Regions from separate parts of the Zea mays genome. Here all the other regions are linked to region 1. Evidence: chromatin contacts called from public Hi-C data. All regions are on one chromosome and are shown on one strand. The core of a region is the stretch at or near the end of the contact, and the rest is flanking DNA. Distances in the headings are between cores, read along the strand shown.

The links. A called contact is a pair of places that touch in the nucleus more often than the background predicts.
Region 2: a Hi-C map of ear shows a contact between it and region 1, with 2.2 times the contacts expected there. The contact joins the enhancer-like site here to the promoter of LOC100304248 in region 1. A contact is called at or near these places in 2 of 25 Hi-C or Micro-C datasets (ear and endosperm).
Region 3: a contact with region 1 is called in a Hi-C map of leaf, with 2.4 times the contacts expected there. The contact joins the promoter of LOC100277803 here to the promoter of LOC100304248 in region 1. A contact is called at or near these places in 6 of 25 Hi-C or Micro-C datasets (bundle sheath, ear, leaf and 1 more).

What each region holds. Positions count from the first base shown.
Region 1 is chr7:107,062,250-107,067,214 of Zm-B73-REFERENCE-NAM-5.0, forward strand. LOC100304248 reads right to left here and starts at 3,132. Exons shown (of 15, transcript NM_001361393.1): 1 at 2,278-3,132; 2 at 2,069-2,187; 3 at 1,665-1,739. The coding sequence starts at 2,760.
Region 2 is chr7:107,250,994-107,255,880 of Zm-B73-REFERENCE-NAM-5.0, forward strand. No RefSeq gene overlaps it. Among protein-coding and RNA genes, the nearest start is that of LOC100277803, 48 kb to the right of the region's middle. Within about 2 kb of position 2,973, at least 17 of the 20 cell types and tissues checked have an H3K27ac peak or open chromatin away from gene starts, as enhancers often do. A contact at or near this core is called in ear and endosperm, where this site is marked.
Region 3 is chr7:107,299,691-107,304,156 of Zm-B73-REFERENCE-NAM-5.0, forward strand. LOC100277803 reads left to right here and starts at 1,807. Exons shown (of 2, transcript NM_001151281.1): 1 at 1,807-2,964; 2 at 3,900-4,063. The coding sequence starts at 2,475. The coding sequence ends at 3,946.

The DNA.
Region 1 (4,965 bases), core at 1,882-4,381:
GAGATTGCTGCTCTTGAGCGCACTGGCACTTGGGATCTTGTCCTGCTTCCTTCTTTTGCTTCTCCTATCACATGCAAGTGGGTCTATAAGATTAAGACCCACTCTGATGGCTCCATTGAGTGCTACAAAGTGTGACTTGTTGCACGTGGTTTTCGACAAGAGTATGGGCGTGACTATGAGGAAACCTTTGCTCTTGTTGCTCATCAGACCATTGTTCATACCCTTGTTGATGTTGCCTCTATTCACCGGTGGGCTATCTCACAACTTGACGTGAAGAATGCTTTCCTTCATGGTGAGTTGCGTGAGGAAATCTACATGCATCCTCCGCCTGGTTACCTTGTTCCTGATGGTCATGTATGTCGGCTTCGTCATTCTCTCTATGGAATCAAGCAGGCTCCTCGTGCCTGGTTTGAGCGCTTCACCTCTGTTGTCACTTTTGTTGGATTCGTTGCCAGCAAACAAGATCCTGCTCTCTTTGTTCACACTTCATATCGAGGTTGCACCCTCATTCTTCTCTATGTTGATGATATGTTGATCACTAGTGATCTTGATTACATTGTCTTCGTCAAGGCACGACTCAATGCGCAGTTCCACATGTTTGACTTGGGTCCTCTTAGCTTCTTTCTTGGGATTGAGGCCACCTCCACACCTGATGGCTATTACCTCTCTCAGCGCAAATACATTCAGGACATCCTTGATCGTGCTGGTCTTACTGATCATCGTTCTGTGGACAACTGGACACTACCATGGATCTTCACCTTCGTCTTCATGCCACCGATGGTGTTCTTGTTGTTGATCCCACTCACTATCGCCATCTTGTTGGCAGCCATGTCAGTACCTTGGCATAACTCGTCCTGACATCTCCTATGTTGTTCACATTCTGAGTTTGTTCATGTCTGCACCCACTACTCTCCACTATGGTCACCTTCTTCGTGTGCTTCGGTACCTTCGTGGCACCATTTACAGTTGTTTGTTCTTTTCTAGCACCATCTCTCTTCAGCTCTCTTCTTATTCTGATGCGACTTGGGATACTGATCCTTCGGATTTCAGGTCGATCTCTGCATATTGTGTCTTTCTTGGCTCCTCCTTGGTTTCATGGAAGACCAAGAAGCAGACTGTTGTTGCTCATTCCAGTGCTAAGGCTGAGTTGCGTGCCTTGGCTTGTGTGACGGTTGAAGTGACATGGCTTCGATGGCTGTTGGCTAACTTTGGGATTTCTCTTACTACTCCTACGACTGTGCGGTGTGATAGTAGCGGTGCTATTAGTATTGCTCGGGATCCGATAAAGCATCAACTCACTAAACATATTGGCATCGATTGTTTTATGTTCGGACTGTAGTTCAGGATCATGTGGTTTCCCTTCAGTATGTGCCTTCAGAGTTTCAGCTTGAGAATTTGCTTACAAAGGCCCATACAAGAGCTCAACATAGTTTTCTTCTTTCCAAACTCAGTGTTGTTGATCCATCATGAGTTTGAGGGAGTGTTAGTGTATATGTATACTAGTGTGTTTTCTACTTTTCTTGTACTCTAGGGTTCTCCCTGTAAAGTGTACACATGTACTTTTGCCCTTTGGGCCCTATGGAATAGACAAGTTGCCATTTCTTCTTCATCTCTAACAAGTATATCTCATAAAAGTTAAAGCATAAAAAGTTCAAAGTTCAAACCAAAATCGAGCAGGCATCTCCAATGAGTCAACAAACGTTCCTAAGAGGCCCTTGTTATCTGTCTTCAAATGAATTCTGCATCAAGAGTGGAAGCTGTTGGATGATATCTGTAATACTCCCTCCGTCCATTATGTAAAAGTTTGTCTTGAATCGGATAAATCGAACTTTGTAAGGTTTGACGAACAATTAGTTAAATTATATGCAATGTTTGTGTATAATGTTGTATAGGTATATTTATATTTCAGATTTCTTTTTATTATGATGTTTATTTTGTAGCAACTGATAATCTATTGAAAAATATATTAAAGGCGATAATCTACTTTTGAAGACTCCATCAAAATTGATCCTACATTGATGGACAGATGGAATAGTGTGTAGTAACATGGGAATAGTTCCTGGCTTACTTGGAATCCACCAAGGAAAAACAGTTTACAGTAATGCAGGTTTTACTGCAAGTTGCAAGCAGAACAACCCGTGTCCAAGCAAAGTTCAGACACACTGCTCGAAAGTTCTTTACAGAGACCTACAAAGAAGTAAAATAGGTAAGTGGCACCTTGAGATGGAAAATTTAAGACTGAAAATTTGAAGGTGAAGTTGTAAAGTTGCAACATACAATGGCACCAACTCGAAGGGAATGTGGTGGCAGAAGCTTCTGATCATCAATCAGCAGCCATGCAGTGTCATCCAGCTCAACCACCAGACCCTGTGAATAAATTCCAGTGATAACCCCAGCATACTCTCCACCGCACTTTTCAGGTAAGTTATCCAATGGCAGACTGCCCCTGTAGGATGGGCACCATGCCATGGTTGTCTTCGCAGATGACACCAAAATTGTGTGTGAGGCTTTGTCCCCAACAGAAACCATTTTTTTACTTAACCCAGAAATGTACACCAGCCTCCCCACAAGCCACACTAGAACCGGCCGCCACATGCTAGACGCATCCACAAAGTAGACAAATTTCATCGTCTCAAACATGTGAGTCTGGGCATCTTCCGGCGGTGTCGCCCTGCAGCAGCGGCGACACCCACAACACAAAATCTCCGCCAGAAACCCAACTGAATTTCTGCTTCCTGCATCAGCCTTGGCAAGCGGCATACTGAACACAATGCTGACGGACCTGACCAAACCAAATGCGCAGCCGCGGGTAGCCAAGTCGGGCTCTTGATCCGGGAAACGGAAGGGGACCGTCGCCAGGAAGCTATATTTCACGGGAGGAGCGGACTCCTCGAGGTGCCAGCGGACCACTTCGAGTACGCCCGGCTCGGCGTGGAGGCGCAGTGAGGGTAGGTAGTTCCACGCAAGGACACGGATCACGCGGCCCAGAGCGGCGGGATCGAAGTCGAGGATGCAGCAGCAGACGGAGGCGGCCGCGGTGGCCGGGGAGGCAGCGGTGGGGCATGGGTCGGAGAAGGAAAAGCAGTTGCTGCGGCAGGAGATCGGGGAGGAGGCGGAGGGGAGGGAGAGCGTGCCGGAAAGGAGCACGGGGTGGGACATCGGCGCGAACGGGACCGTGCCGGTGCTCCAGGTTGGGACTGGGGCGGAGAGCTTGTGCTTTTTACGGGGTCGGGATGTGGAGGTGGAGGTGGGGACGGAGAGGCAAAGGAGGGAGGAGGCGCCGGTTGTGGGACGGCGGAGCCGGAGGAGGTCGGCCACAGTGAAACGCGGCGGGGCGGGCGCCGAGGCCTCCATGGCTAAGGGATTGGGGAGGGGCGTTGGGGTTGGGGGTTTGAGAATTTTGGGAGGGGAGAGAAGTCGGAGAGAAGGCCTGAGAGCGGGCGGGAAACGAGGTGGTGGGGAGTGGGGTGTGGGGCCCTATTGGCAGTGGGCTGACGTGTGGGGCGTGTGGTGGGCTTAGATGGGCCTCGTGTTATTTGGTTGGGTCGCATGTTGGGCTTTGTTGATTTTGTTGGGTTTTATGCTATACTACTCAGCGGAAAATGGGCCGTAGTACTTTACAGCATAAATCTCAGCTTTACTAGAAAGCGTGGTGTGCCGTTGGCGCTCTCTCTAAGAGGCGGTTCGCTAAACTATGGACCTAGACCTAACAAATCATTATAACCAAATCAGGCTAACGAATTTGAGTTAACAAATAGTTGTTACTAAAGAATTACAACAGAGTCCATTCATGGTTGACTGTAAGGTGTAAACTAACTCGTTGATACAAAAAATTAAGTGACCGGGTAATTTAGGACATTCGGTTCCCAAAGTTGTTTCTTTGTGTGACAGTTGTTGTTGCTATTGCTAGGGAAGAACAAGCTTTTTTGGTTGAAATATTACTCCATAGTAATCTACTGTTTTTTTTTGTCTATTGCTTAAGGTTAGCCTTGTTGGAGCTATTGTTATATTGATTTTTCTCATTATATAATTTTTTGGAGTAAGACGTCAAATAGAGAAGTATGAAGTACTTGTGCTATTTATATTACAAAAATCCTTTAATGTTTTATCATAATGACAACATAGGAAGTGATTTTATGAAGAATCTTTTGCATTCAAGGTTGCGGAAGGTAAATGTCACAGCAGGACGGCGAATGGGTATATGATGTCCTAGCAAAAATGCATCATTTGTAATATTTGAACTTGTTAAAGAGAATGTCTGTTATTATTTATTTAATATGGTTTCTTTCTATATTTTAATAGGAAAATAGCAGAAGGCGGACATAACTCTAAACCAAATAATTGGTACAAGGCCAACAAAGTATATCAAATTGTTTCCTTTCTCTTTTCAGTTGGCGCTAGTAGGCATTGTAGCAAATAGCTCATTCGCCACTTTAAATGGGAACCAAGCTTGTTGTTATTTTATATTTTATTAATTAAAAAATTAGAACTTAGCGATGGAGCGATGAAGAATTAATATACATAATGTGATGAAGAATCTACATGCAAATATTTTGTTAAGACTTTGGTTGTACCTCTTTTTCTGGTGCACTTCTAAATCACCAGGTGCTATTTTGATCTATTTTGATGAATCGATTGGGCCTAGGTGCAAATACTCAAAGTCATGACTCTTCCTTCTCTTTTTACTTTTAGTTTTTCTCTCCTCTGTCTATGGGTTCTCCTGTACTATTGTTTTATTAGTACCATTCAGTCGCTTCCCTACAGAGGACCTTCAAGAGCCACAACTGCGACTTTTCCTTTTTTATTTTGCTTTCTCTCTTATTTTTGTGTGCTTTCTAGGTTGCATGATGACGTGGATGCCTTCCCTAGACATCACATGTCTTCTAGAGAGATCCCTACTGTTTGGGCCAAGATCCTACGGATGGTATTACATTGTAGTTTAAATTGACGATATCTATTTATCAT
Region 2 (4,887 bases), core at 1,723-4,222, 190 kb after region 1:
AAAAATAACCCTTAGGGTAGAATCCACTCCTAGATAAGAGTTGTAGTTCAAAGTACCCCCCTCTGTCCTAGGTTTTAATATTTTTGTATAGAGAAAACCATTCTAATTTTAGGCCTTAATTTTTGAGACAGACTTATGTGAGCCAGTGAGAAGCCACTGTAGCTTTTACAGAATTTTTGGAATTTTTTAAATCAATATTGTAGTTCAAATCCACTCTAAAGTATAAATAGAAAAAGGAAAAAAGAGAGGGTTAGGAGAAGTGATAAATCTTACCCATAATAACTTCAGCAAAAACCTTCTAAGTCTTCACTAAGTCATCAAAGGTTAGTTAAGTACTAAATTAATCCAACCTCCTAGTCCTTGGCCACACCTGATTCTAATTACTAAGTATACTACTAAAGCCTTCAATAGTGAGACTAAGCTATGTCTTGCTAACATAGTAACTTCACCTTGCATCATAGTTACTAAATTTGCATATCATAGCATACATATATCTTATTCATTGCATTCATTAGATTGCAACCTCGCTGAAGGAGAGTACGTGCTCATCCCCGAGCAAGGAGTTGCCCAAGAGGAAGTCCAGGAGCCAGCTTAGAGCTTGCCACCAAGGACCTCCCTACAGCCCTAGCTTAAGTGTGTTGCTGCCTTTAAGGGTGCGACTTGGACACTTAAGCTGGAATAATTTGGGTGGTTCTGCAATGGTGCCGAGGTTCTTTCATGTTGCTTTTGTTAGTTAGCCTTCATGTGGGGAGAGGTATTGTGTTTATCAAACTTGAGAAACCTAACGGGCGGCTATGACCTCTGGGGAATCTTTATAAATGCTACGTAGTGAATCCCTGGCCATTCACCTAGGTAGTGAAGATGCAGTCTTGTAACACCCTAAATTTGGGGGTATAAAATTTCTTCTCTAAATGCCTACCAAATTCAGGTGTTACCCCTTGTCTCTCTCTCTAAACTCCCTCTCTCTTTCCTTTTGAGTAGGTTAGGTTCAGTAAGTGAGGGATTAATTATTTACTTTGTCAAAACTATGTGAGTCATGAATTGTTGCATCATGTTGAGCCTAAATTATTCTTTTGTTTGATGCACATGTTTGAAATTATTTGAATTTAGTTTGGGGTTTGAATTTGATTTGAAATCCATAGAGAAAATAAAAAGAAAAGCAATTATAAATTCCAGGAAAAAGGGAAAGCCAATTCAGCCCAGCAGGCCCACCTCGGCCCAGTCTCACGCGCGCTCGCCTGTGCCCGCGTGTCCACCCCTCCCTAACAGGCGATCCCCGCCTGTCAGCGTCGCGCCCGCGTGCGCTCTCCCCCCTCTCCCTCAAGCTGTCCGGTGGGGTCGACTTGTCAGCACCGGTTCTTTCTGCCTACGCGCGCTTGCTCTCTCTGTCCCGTGGGCCCCGCTCGTCAGCACTGAAGCCTGTTCACTCGCCCGCTCTCTCTCTCTCTCTGTTCTGTGGGCCCCGTCTGTCGAAACCGTCCCCCCCCCCCCCCCCCCCCCCCGAACTGTAAACACCCTAAAATAAAATTTTGGGATTTACAAAAAATTCTCTAAAAGTTTAAAATTCAAAATGTCCTTCTAATAAAGATATGAATTGGAACTATTTCCTAAATCTAAATAAAATGGGGAATATAAAATTTTAGCTGTTTTTAACTATTTTCTCCAATGAACAATATGGTAAAGTAGCTTACAAGAATTATTCCTTTCATGAATTATAGTGGGAGTATATGTAGTTTTAAGAGAGAAAGATTTAATTGAAATTTTAGTTTTCTTATGTGAATGATTCTTTGTTTTGGAGCATTTACTTAAAAGAACGTAATAATAAATAAATAAATAGTCCAAAAAATATTTGCATTCATGTTGGTTTTTGGTTGTGCATTGAGTTTGGATTTTAAGTTTAATTTGGATTTGAAACCTAGATTGGAAAACAAAACTGAAAATAGAAAAGGGAATCCTGCTCTTGGGCCACATCCGCACTGGCCGGCCCATCTACTCCCCGAAAACCCTCATCGCGCGGCCCAGCTCCTCCTCCGGCGCATAGCCACTGCGCCGTGGGACCCACTTGGCGGCCTCACCTCACATGCCAACATGCGCTCCACTATCACGTGGGCCCGATACATCAACCTCCTCCTCCCCAATCTGCATCTCAGTTAGTCACTGCCACGCGGGTCCTTGTGGTCAGCTACACACCGGTTCACCTGTGCACGATCGAAGCTATCGACTGATGGGACCCAGCACCCAGAACTCTCCTCCACTCGGGTCCATACTAGACGCGAAGAAATCACAACAACCGGAGCCGTCATCGAATCTCCGCCAGGTTGCAACGAACTCCCTGATTTCGCGTCCGCTACAAGCTCATGTCCTCGCGGCTATAAAGACCAAGGCCCCCTCCTTGATGCCCTCAGAAAACCATCGGAGCAACCATCTACCGGTGCGCCATTGGTGACCGAGAGCTGAGAGGGAGAGGGAGAAAATCCGAGTGTCACTACCTGCTTACGAAGCTGCATAGCCTCGGCTTGTTGCTTGGGGGGACTCGCCTGGGAACGTTGGACATATGGGCATCGGTTCGGGAGCCAGGGTGACCGGTGTCGCGGGTTATGGATCTCGCCGGGCTAGGAGTCGCTGGACGTTGGCGCCGAGAGGCATTGCTGCATGGATGAAGGTAAGGAGGGTACCATTACATTCTCTTGGGAGTCCTCTGCGTGTAGCTCGTTTAGGATTCGAGTAATTTGCATGGGGTTCGAATTTGGGGGTCTTCGACGATGCTTCACCGTGGTGGCCGGGCAGCGTCCGCGCAAGCGAGGAAGACGTGTGTGTGGCCATCGATCTCGGTTTGAACGCTCCAGATTAGACGGGAAGACACCTCTTTGGCATTTAAAACCGTGACCGCCTGATGGCAATCCATGGGTTCCACCTAGATTATTGCGTGGAGTATTGTGGACCGTTTATCTCGAATCGGACGGTTTCTGGTGCCTGTCGGCTCGAATATGAGAGATTTTAATCTGGGGCATCGGGTTTTGATCGTGCGGCTGAGAGGTATCCATACCGCTTCAACCGTGAGTTTATGTAAAAGAGCCCCTCGGGTTCGGGATAACTAACCCGCCATCCAAGGACAGTTGTAAAGAATTAAAATTAAGTCCTGTTTTTTGTGAATTTTAAACCCTGTTCTTTTTAAAAATAGTATCCGCAGTCCTGGGTGCTGTGATGTTCATAAAATCAGATAAGGAAATTGATTTTTGGTTTACAAATAATTCTAGAAACCTAGGGAATCCATATCTCCTTCGTTTAAACTCCGATTTGACCCGTTCAAGTGGCGTTAGCTTCATAAAAATATTCCATACTTGTTAACAACTTCAATTGTACTATAGCACATGTATTATTAATTAGGTAGTGCTCAATCTATATTTAGTTGAATAACTCTACTAATCTAGGCTAATCTATCTCTAGTTATAATCTGGTTAAGATGTACTCCCTAATCAAGTTATAATTCAGGTTAAAGTTGAATTAGTTATTTCATGAATATCTTTTCTCATATATTTTTCATTAATCGACATAGAATATAGTTTTTATCTAATCATGAAATTCTTCAGAAAATCATATCTTTATAACCATAACTCTGACTTTAGTCGTTCTTGGATCTACGCCCTCGTAGCATCGCGTAGAATATTTTTACCTTGTTTGTTCTCATGTTTGGTGTACTGTTATTTATATGTGACCCTTTTCTATCTGTGTGTATTGCTACGAATAGCGGTGAGGTCACGAGCATCTGAAGACCAATTTGGTACCTGGAATCGCGAGCCTAAGGCAAGTTGTGCCCTTGATCACTTTTATTTACCTAATAATGTTCCTATTAATCATTGTGACATGCTCAGGTTAATCTGATGGGACCTAATAGGTCTTCCTAGACTTGTTTATCCCACACCTTGTTTACCACTGAACTTTTGGGTAGTTTTGCTATTGCTCTACCTAGTTTTGGAATTAATATTACATTATGATCATGTTCTAGTTGTACTGTTGTTTTACTTATTGTTCATGACAAGATCATTGTGTTAATTGGAACATGGAGCTTAACTTGAGATATCCGTGCTACCATAAGGGTGGAATGGGACGCCCTTGGCTGACTAATTAGGAAAGCTAGTTGAGGACTACCTTACCCGAAAGGGGCAAGGGAGGTAGAGGAGCTATGTATAGGGATGTTCTCGGGTCGATCATGCTGCGATGGTATTTCAGGTGAGGAATTCCTATATTGCCCTTCTAAAAATCGTAGCGGGTATTCTGAAGCTAGTGGAACTTTGTAAAGGTCTCGTAGTCGATCCCTAGTCATTCACCTCGGAAGTGTCTAAGGGTCTAGCTAACCCTGGCTAGACGGGGTACACGACTTGTGGGTAAAGGACACAACCTCTGCAGAGTGTAAAACTGGTATATCAGCTGTTCTCGCGGTCATGAACAGCTCAGGACTCTCGCATGATTAACTTAAGGAACTAAACATAATCTGTCATATGCATTGCATTGTGGGTGTTATTATCAATTGTGATCTCTTATTTAATTGGGTTGGTATCTACTTATACTTAGTAACTGTTAATAAAATTTGGACCAACTTTAAAAGCAATGCTCAGCTTTCACAATCTCCTTTGGTAAACCTTACACTTCACATGAGCTCCTACCATTGATGAGTTCATGCACATTATTCCCCACAACTTGTTGAGCGATGAACGTATGTGAGCTCACCCTTGCTGTACTCACATCCCCCTAGGTTAAGAATAGGTACCATAGGAGGAGGCGCACGGAGGATGTTGTGATGAATTCGTGAGTGGTCTAGGTCGTTGTCTCCCAGTCAACTATGGTTGTTGGGTCGTTGTCTGCATTCGTTTCGGTACCATGAGTCAT
Region 3 (4,466 bases), core at 557-3,056, 240 kb after region 1:
TGTGTATAATATTTATGGGCATGTTTGCAATTTCATATGAAGTTGTAACTCAGGACTCTAAATAGAGGAACACTGCCATGGATTGAGGATACATTTTGGAGTTTGGTAATGCTGATTCGCTCCGCCTCCGAAGATACCTTCCGATACCTTCGAGTTCTCATTTGCGAAGCCGAAGGTATATTTATAATTGTTTGTTGTGTTGTGAAAATGGAGCAAACCTCATGAAGTAATGAAATAAGTAAATAATTTCGTCATTTATACTTTGTGGCTAATTGGTATTGTAAAAGCTTGCGTGTCCATCTACTCCCTTTGATTGGCTCTGGAAGGGAAGTCAAATAAAAGGAGAAGCTTAAGATCTACTTATTTATGTTGTCTTATTTTTGGTACCTGTGAGGAACCGAAAACTAGTAACCAACAATCACATTTTTTTATAAAACACTCAATTTGAATCTTCCGCCAATTTTAGGTTGTCAATTAATTCCTAAAAATGAGCAAAAACACTGCAACTTTATGTTTTTATACATAGTATTTTAATATAACAAACCATACCATAGTCACGTTACAATTTTTTCGGGTTGCTTCATAAAACACCATTTTGACATAATTCAAAATTTAAATGCTCATTCAAATGTAATGTAATGATCATTTTATGTACTAATGATGCTTATAATGATATTAGGCACATGTTAAAAATGTTTAGCGATCAGGTTCCTGACACGAGATCCGTCCGCTGAGCAGGCAAGGAATGTCTGACCAAAGCGCCTCCGTGTTTTTACTAACGTGATTGACATGATAAACATAAATAAACACCACCACACCAGTAACATATCTGCACACATTATTCCGAGTACGCGATACCAGTACTAGCAATTGTAGAATTAATTCTGTAATAATATAACAGATTAAACGAAGTTTCCCCTGACGAACACGTACACATACTTGACCAGGCACATCCGAGTAGGGGTGAAACGAACCGAGTCGGCTTGGTCAAATAACAAGCCTAGCTCGGATTAACTCGCTTCTCTAGCGAGTCTGAAATTTAATGTAAAATTGCTCTCCAAATTTTAGTAACCAGGTTCTCGGATCGATGAGATCGAGGAACAGAAACGTGGTACACGGTACGCTACTAAAACTAGGATTTAACACTACTGGAACGAGATTGTTCCCACGTTCCCGAACGAGGAACGTGGCCAAGTTCCCAGTTCCGGGTTACTAAGCTCCAAATAATAATGTAAAATTTTAAAAATAATATATGTAAAATATTTGAAATTAGTAAGATAAATAGATTACTAATATATTATAAAAATAGATTAATTTTGTACTATAATTTTAAATAATATAAATTAATTATCTATTGGATATTAATACTATATATTAATTAGAATCTTACGTAACAAATTGTGTTAGATCAAGCCACGAGCGTGAGTAGCAACGAATCAAGCTAAGCTGAGCTGGTTTACTCTTTTCACACGCTACAAAATAGACTTATCTAACCGAGCCGCTGAGCCTACTCGTCAAACTCAAGCTTTTTTTTAACCTACATCTGAGCAAGGAAGCCTAGGATTGAAACGGAATGGGCAAGCGCCGCAAGCCTAGTGACAAGTGTGAAGTGCCCCGGCACTGCACGAAAGCGAGGGCTTGCCCCGCACGCTGGCCACCCCGGGGCGCGACACGTCAGCACGCTCGCGGCAGGATGATTGGCCTGTGTGGACCCGCGCCCCCCTTGGACGGCGGGGATCTCGTCCAGCCCAGGCCCCAGGGTTATAAAACTTATCCGTCCCGGCCGCGAGGCTCGCTCCAATCCTTAACCCAATCGGTTGGTGGTTGCGTCGCGTTGTGTCGGAGGTTGGAGTTGGAGCGTCTCGCGTGCGAGAGGATCTGAGCGGAGAAGGCCATGGAGGAGAGTAATTAGCGGTTGCTGGGTCGGGAGGAGGTGGTGTGGTTTTGATCGTAGTCGCGTTTGCCGGGGCTCGATTTCGATCAGAAAACTTTTTTTACCGGATATTCTTGGGTGGGTGTGTTTTTGGGCCGCAAATTGTTATCGCCGGTGTTCGGGGCTCGATTTTGAAGAAGAACCCAATTTATTAGGGGGGAAATTTCCTGCTTTTGTTTTCGGGGCAATGGTTTTGGACTCCCAGACGCTTCGGATTAGAGAATTTTTGCCCCAATAACGAGCCATTTTTTCAGTTGTGCTACTCGTCAATCAATCCAGTGATTCTGAACTCTGAAAGAAAGAAGAAGCTTTCCTAATTTTCGTGCTCACTGTGTCCAAAAGCTTTCCGTTGGATCTACTTGTGAATCGGTTCCTTTTTTTTTTAATCTGAGATATCCTTGTCGCTTTAGGTTTTCGACTCGGCAGATCCAAGGGAACGACGAATTTGCCTGATTTCTCCGCGATTTTTGGTCCGATCGAGAGGCTCCAAGCCTCTTTTTTTCTCGCGAGGAGAAGCAAGGGTTTTCCTTTTTTTTACGCCATGTCCATGGCGCTGAGCCGCTTCACGCAATGGCTATGGCCGGGGAGCGCCGCGGCGCCGGTGGCCGCCCACGAGCACCCCAACGAGGGGCTGACGAGCTCCTCCTTCCCGGACTTCCCCTCCGGCTTCCGGGAGCCCGACACCGTCACGTTCTACACCGGCAGGGGCGCCGGCGGCCGCCGCGCGCGCCCGAGGAGGGTCAGGAACCGGCGCCGCAGCCGCGGTGAGCCCCGTGTCGACCGGGAGTACGACATGGTCATCGTCCCGTCCGACGGCGGTGGGTGCCTCTCCGGCTCTGACTCGGACGACTCCGACTGGTCCATCGGCTGGCTCGAGCCACAGGCACCGGAGCTTCAGACGGATGGCGACCCCGAGAACTGCTTCGCCGTCCTCGTGCCCTGCTACCGCCACGGCCGCCAAGAGCAGCAGCCCGGGAGGCACGAGGGCAGGTTTCTTGGCGCCGGCACCCTCACCAATGGTGGATTCTCTGGTGAGCGTGCCGACCTCGTATGTGAATTCAATGTGCTTTCATTTAATTTTTTAACTAAAACCAAGAAGCGATCATGCTATATATCACTTCGTATTTATACTTATGGAAAGATTCAGATCTATACATGTTCAGTATTGGAAGGAAATCACGTACGGTACTAGCAATACACGGATCTGTCTGAAGTAGAATTAGGAAGGAGTCATGTCAGCTGGTTGTTTCTTGTGTACTGTGACTAGTTCAGTTTTCTGTTTGGCAAGCTGACATAAACTCTAAATTCGGCACTTTTCAGTTACAAAATTCTTGTTTTGGCAATAATTTCAATTTGTTAAGGTGACATAACACAGAGTATAATATAGGATAAGGAGCTATAGTCTTTATCAAGGCAGACTTGCTTTTCTTTCCCCTTTTTTCTGATAGAAACTGGTGGTCATATGCAAGTAGGCATCTGGAGTTATTCCCCAATGATTGCTTGGTATATGCCGTTATTTGTTCAACACTGAGCTGATTGGAGTAGTTCTATCGAATTTATGGGTGGATTGGCTTAATAGTCATATGTGATTGGTGCTGTTGACTCATGGATTTGGTGGCTTACTTTGTGGTACTATGGAAGATTTGAAATTCTATAATTTTGTTAGTTTGTAAAGTTTGTCGTAAAGCCAATTGGTGGGTACACTAAGACTTAGTGGTCTACTTTTGGTGTTTCAGTGAACAAAAAGATAACTCAATCATCTGTGAACTTGCACTGCTTTCTGTGATTGAACTTGAACCAACTAATAATATTCAGTTGCCTTCTTTAGCCTTTCAATCTTTTAAAATGTTTCGCTTTTTTTGGTAATCTTGTTCGGTATATTGATCGACAGCATCAGGTCCATAACCTAAATGTAACACGAGTGCAGTTTATGTTCTCTAATATTCTTCTTTCTTTTGATTTGCAGATGGAAAGAATTTTGTAGAGCAGTGGCTTTCTTCTCTCCAGAACTAATACCGTCCGACCTGTCCTAGCTACCCTGTAAATAGTATCACTCTGTTTTGTTCTACTACGTTTGTCCTAGTCGCAGAATGTATCGATGAAGGAAGACATGGAAAAGCCCTAAAAAAAGAAGGAAATCTAAAAAGAAAAATGAGGAGCAGTGGGATTCTGAAGCGGCACCAAATGGGTATGTCCTTCCTGAGGTGTTCCCAGAATCCCAGGCTATTCTACTCTTGCAAAGCAATGCGAAAGCTGAACTACACAAACTGCACGCCATCAAAAATGATTTTGCCGTCCTGATATGTGCGGAGTGCTAACCTGATGATTGATAACACGTAGAGATGAACTGCTATTCCATTGTTAATTTGTCCCACTTGCTCGTGGACCTCGAATTCTACTGCATGTACATTCTGTTCTTGCAGTGTATATATATATAGTCTTGCCCAGAGCTGCAGTGGCGTGATTGTTCAGTCTGCCTGTATATAGTGTTCTTGCAGTGTATATAGCCTTGCGCAGAGCTGCAGTTGCGTGA